Linked DNA regions of Rattus norvegicus: region 1 is linked to region 2. The links are chromatin contacts, called in public Hi-C maps. All regions are on one chromosome and are shown on one strand. Each heading gives the region's core, a stretch centred on a gene start, on an enhancer-like site or on the middle of the called end of the contact. The rest is flanking DNA. Distances are from core to core; before and after follow the strand shown. Region 1 overlaps Cnga3 (cyclic nucleotide gated channel subunit alpha 3). Region 2 holds the start of Tmem131 (transmembrane protein 131).

Evidence for each region. Hi-C and Micro-C count contacts between places; a contact is called where the count stands out from the background.
Region 1: a Hi-C map of frontal cortex shows a contact between it and region 2, with 2.5 times the contacts expected there. The contact joins the enhancer-like site here to the promoter of Tmem131 in region 2. A contact is called at or near these places in 3 of 12 Hi-C or Micro-C datasets (Schwann cells, frontal cortex and mammary epithelial cells).

The regions. Positions count from the first base shown.
Region 1 is chr9:46,972,710-46,975,489 of GRCr8, forward strand. The region is part of intron 4 of Cnga3 (cyclic nucleotide gated channel subunit alpha 3); the gene reads left to right. Among named protein-coding and RNA genes, the nearest start is that of Cnga3, 31 kb to the left of the region's middle. Within about 2 kb of position 1,257, at least 10 of the 93 cell types and tissues checked have an H3K27ac peak or open chromatin away from gene starts, as enhancers often do.
Region 2 is chr9:46,657,224-46,659,960 of GRCr8, forward strand. Tmem131 (transmembrane protein 131) reads right to left here and starts at 1,258. Exons shown (of 41, transcript NM_001427652.1): 1 at 809-1,258. The coding sequence starts at 986.

The DNA of each region.
Region 1 (2,780 bases), core at 7-2,506, 320 kb after region 2:
GATGGTTGTTGTATTCAGTACGTTTCCTAGCATGACCAAATTATTTGGAGGGTTAGGTGAGGACCACACTGGGCAAGGTCTGGCTAGACCAGAGACACCTGGACACTCACCAGACAGCTGAGGGTGGCTGAGGGTGGTTGATGGGTGGGGTGATGTGGGATAGGAGGATTCGTGAGGGGGTGGTGGTTAATTTTTGGAGGCCAAGTCCCAAGTGCAAAGCAAAATAACTCCCCATGTGGCACAGCCTTGTGGAATTAGGGCCCCTGGGGCCTGGGAGCTGTATGTTCCCTCCACTGTTTCACAGGGATTTCTAGTCATTGGTGAATTTTCAAATGAGTAGAACAATCCAGAAACAACTACTGAGGCCTCATTTTAAATGGGGAGAGGAAGTCTCAGGCAAAGATAATCAAAATAGCAGAGAAGGGGCTGGAGAGATGGCTCAGCGGTTAGGAGCACTGTCTGCTCTTCCAGAGGTCTTGAGTTCAATTCCCAGCAACCACATGGTGGCTCACAGCCATCTGTAATGGGATCTTATGCCCTCTTCTGGTGTATCTGAAAACAGTGACAGTATACTCATATACATTAAATAAATAATTTTTTATTTTAAAAAAGAGCAAATGTGGAGATGAGTTTGCCATTGGTCAAGTTTCTGGCCTGCTGATTGGAAGAGAGAAGTTACTGTGTCAAGAGAGAGCACTGTGGAGAGCCATGCCTGGTCTGTGCAGATGGGGGCAGCAAGTAGCTGATCCTTGAGTAGTCTGCTCCTTTCCCCAACCCCCAATGTAGAAGGTTCCAGACTCCCTTCACCTGAAAAGGTCAGAGGTACAGAGGGCAGAGGTCCCTCTAAGCCCTGTTGTGATACCCAGCTCAGCACCTGCTCAGAGGCCAACAGAAGGAAACTGAGTAAGAGTTAAGGCTCAGAAACTGGAGGGGATTCAAACCATTAATCCTTATTTATCTAGAGGCCTGCATTTAGCCAAGTGCTTTTCCTCTCTTCCCCCAAGCTTTTTACCAGCCCTAAGTACACACACACAGAGTTTGTTCCTCATAATAACAATGTGCCCTGGTTGGGGATTTAGCTCAGTGGTAGAGCGCTTGCCTAGCAGGCGCAAGGCCCTGGGTTCGGTCCCCAGCTCCGAAAAAAAAAAAGAAAAGAAAAGAAAAGAAAAAAAACAATGTGCCCTGAACAGAGGGCTGTGTGCAGAAAGAGGCTTAGGGAGAAGTGGGTGGGGCTACTGGCACAGTTACCTCAGGCAGACCTGAGTCATCGAAACCACTCCCATTCCTGTGGTACTGCGGTCTCCCTGCCTCCCCGCAGGGCCTGGCCCATGGCCAGAAGGGATGTGAACACTTGGAGGAAGAAGTACCTAAGCTCCAGCCAAGAACACTAGCTTTCACTTTCCCAACCCCAGAAGCCACCCCATCACTGCCCCACCCCACCACCACCACACCCCCAACCCATCCCTTCACCCCACCACCTCACTCCCCACCCCACCACCTCACTCCCCACCATCCCACCTCTCTACCCTACCACCCCATTAACCGCCACCCCATCCCACCCCCAACTTACTACGAACCTACCTCCAACCCCCCACCCCACCATCACCCCATCCCCTACCCCAACACCATCCCACCCCTCACCCTACCACCTCACCCCCTACCCCACCACCTCACTCCCCACCATCCCACCTCTCTACCCTACCACCCCACCACCTCATCCCCTCACCTCCTCATCCCCTCACCCCCTCATCCCCTCACCCCTGCATGGAAGCCCCACTTTGCCTCTCTCCTGCTTGCCATCTTCCCCAGACACCGGCCAACCATTCCAGAATTGTTCTTTTTGTAGGAAATCCAATGTCAAGAGGTGACCCACAAGTCTGTGTAATTTCTCTGAGGAACTCATTATTACTTTTTGTTCTTTGTTTTTATCATCCGGGAAACCAAGGGGTTTCGGGAAATAAATCCTCTCTGTCTTAATACCCTCTTTCACTACACATTCGAGGATGCGAATTTGGAGTTCCCTTGCAGAGCAGTGGGGTAGCCTTCTCTATAAGGATGCATATTCTCTGCTACAACCTCAAGGTCCTGAGAACTGAGCGCCAGGGAAATGGCCCTGTTTTAAGGCCAACTTGAGCTAATTTCCAGAGAACCATCAGAGCCACAAGAGGAGGAAATTTCCTTCCTCTGGTGACCAGCCTCTTGAAAAGGTGACCAGCTGTGACTAGGTTCTGTCACAGATGCTGAGCTGACAGATGATTTGGGGTGTGAGTGTCAGTCAGGGTCCTGGGACTGTGTGAGTGAGGGTGGAATTGGCCCCCAGTGACCCCAGGTATGCATGGGCAAATAGATCTGTGGCTTCTGCCTCTTAGGAACACTGGTTGTCCTCACCAAAGGTCAGGGGAAACCATCAACATCAGAAGGAAATGGCCAACTGCTTGGCTTGCGGTCGACAAAGGGCCAGAGCTTGGTATTTATTTTCTTCCCAGTCTGTTGAACAGAACTTTAATCCCCTCCATGAAAGAAGGGCGTGTGTGGTTTGTATAACTTTGACAGCAACGCCATTGACTCAGATGACATCGATCAAGAAAAACAAAATGATTTGGCCACAAATCTATGATATGTGCCTGCTCTCTGGAAACTCTGGCTTCCAGGCAAGGAAAGGCTTTTAGGGATGGAAACCATGAACGAACGGCTTGTGGAAGTCCTCGTGCTGTGTCCCATAGCTAGGATGTGGGCAAGGATGAGGGTAATGGTACCGGGTGCCCCGGGACCCATTTCAT
Region 2 (2,737 bases), core at 8-2,507:
TTATAAAGTAATTTCTGACCTTGTCAAAGTACCAGTTTTACAGCTTTACAATATTAGGGGAGTTTTTAAAACAGGAGTGAGGCTTCAATTATGAATTTATAGGTGAAGGGTATGCAAGCTGCCATTTGTTTCTAAGGGCTCACACACCAAAGAGAAAAGGTACCGAAATTACGTGAGGCTATTAATGCAGAAATGGAAATCGGCTTCCAGTAGCTTACTAGAGGCAAATGAAATTCTATTTAGGGCTAATAACAAGCAAACAATCCTCCACGCCGCAAAGGGATACTGAATAAGAATACTAAAGAAACAAGAGCCTCTTCAAAGAGATGTTCCAGCAAATATAAATTTTATAAGCTGTGTATTTAAGTCTTTCCCATCAGTCTCGCTATTTTTTTTTTTAACCACCGCATTTTAAAGTGAGCTCCGTCCGCATGCACAAATTAAAACCCGACAAAGGGGATAACAAGAAAAGCGTCCCGCGATCGACCGACCTAGCAGGAGCCACCAAGAAACCGGGTGCCTCCACACCACATAGCGGGCCAAGTAGCAAGAACCTACGAGAGCTCGGGAAGTTTTGAAATGGGCACTGACAGCAGACGAGGGGAAGACCGGGGAACGGCAAAGGAAAGGAATCACGGAGCAGCTACAGAGCCGCGCCGCGCGGCCGACGCGGCAGCTCGCCGAACCGCGAGTCGCCGGCTCGGGACGGGGCTCGACCCAGCAACTTCGCGCCGGCGCCCGCCGCGGGCCTCCCTCTCCCGCCCGTGGCCCGCCACCCGCCGCCCTCTGCCTGCCGCCGGCCACCCACCTTCCTTCTCGGCCCGCGCCGCGGCCACCACGAGGGTCATCACCAGGTGCAGCGCTCCCAGGAGGCCGGCGGCCGCGCTCCGAGGACCCCCGCCGCGGCCGGCCGCGGGCTCCAGCCGGGCCCCGGAGGACGCGGAGGCGGCGGCGGCGGCTGCTCCTCCTCCCGCCCGCTTCCCCATCCTGGCCGGCCGGGGGCCGCCAAGCTCGAGGTCCGGCGCGACCCTTCTCCGCGAGGTGACGGCAGCGGCGCGGGAGCCGTGGTCCGGGCTGTGGGCGCGGTGCCGGAGGAGAGAGCGGTTGTGGGCCCAGGGCTCGGGCTCCCGGCGTGGGTCCGGGTCGGTGCGTGCGTGGGAGCGAGAGTGTCAGTCACAGCCTCGGCATCGGCATCGCCTACGAAGAGCCGGAACGGAGAGGCCGCGGGTCAGGCACGGCAGGCGGCCATACTGGAAACGGGCAAGGGCCGCGGGCCCCGGCGCTGGCCTCTGAGGGGCGGGGCGGAGCGCAGGGGCCCGCCCCCTCCGTGCCAACACCTGGGCGGCCCGCCCGTTCGCGTGTTTCCCGAGGACTCCGTGAGCTCCGACTCCTCGACACGCCCTCAGAATCCCACGGGCTTCACCGACCTGACGGGCCGGAGCGGCCAACCGCACCCTGTCACCGCTGCGGGGCCCAGGAGGAGGAGGGAAAGGGACCCGGGCCGGCCAGGAGTTAAGATGGCGGCAGGAGCTTCACGGAGGCAGTGACGGCAGTCACAGGGGAGACGGGGTGGCCACGGTGCGCAGCCGCATTGGTGCGTGGGCGGGGCCCGGCCGCGCCTCCGACGCCGGGACAAACCCGAGTCTAGTGGTACTGCAATGTTGAAGCCTTCCAGAGGTCTGGGTAGGCATCCGGAGTCCAATGCCAACAGTCCGTGCCAGTGACTCCTCCGAATCGCCCCTCTGCTCCTCGATGGCCTTGACATGGGGAGTGTTCAGGGTCCGATTCAATTTCTGGCGGTGCATCCTTGAGAATGGGAACCCGCTCTGTTTACGTCTGTGTCTTCCAAAGCGTACCCAAGAGAGGCTTAATGGAATCCTCGTACCTCATGTTCACAGGAAACCCTTTTATGTTGTTTCTTTGCTTGTTTGTATTTGGAAACTTACCGTGTGTGCGAAAAGCATCAGTTGGGGAATGGTTGAGGAACGTGGCAAGGTGTGCCTCCCTAGAAGCCAGACTAGGTTTTCTCTATCTTGGAATGATTAATGTTTCTATGTACATACTCCTTTCAAAGGCCCAAATTAAACGTGGTGTGTCTTAGTCTTCTTTAAGAAGCAACCTCATGTCTCCCAGGTTAAAGTGTGTATATGTATCTGTGTGTCTGTCTGCCCTCTACGAGTCTTAATCTAGGCCATTTTGAGAAGGGGAAGTTATTGTCACAGTTTGCTAGCCTGGTCACTTCCCCCAAGAGCCTAGCCCCAGAGTCTTTTTTTGCTTTTCTCAGCTTTTGGTTGATTAGTCGGTCTATTTAAAAGGTCACATTTGCCTATTGCATGTCTTAGAACAAACTAGAAAAGAAAATGGAACTTCAGAAAGTCTTATTTTAAAAGATACTCAACGTCCTCCCTTCTGCTGCCGTCCTGTTTGTGAAGTGAGCATGTAAATTAATAATATATTTTGAAGGTGACCTCACCCCTGATGGTTTTTGGTTTGCCCCCCACCCCCACCCAGGCAGTCTCCTTCTGAAGCCTAGGTTGACCTAGAACTCACTGTGTAGCTCAGGCTGGAGTGGAACTCAACTATGTTCCTTAAAAGTCCGTAGAATACTGTGATTAGAAACATGTGCCACCACCCCTGACTGCTAGTGATTAAAAAAAAAATTTATGAATACTAGCACTAAATTTGAGTTCATTGTTTTCAGTTCTGGATCCAACCCAGTGCTTAAATTTTCTCCTTA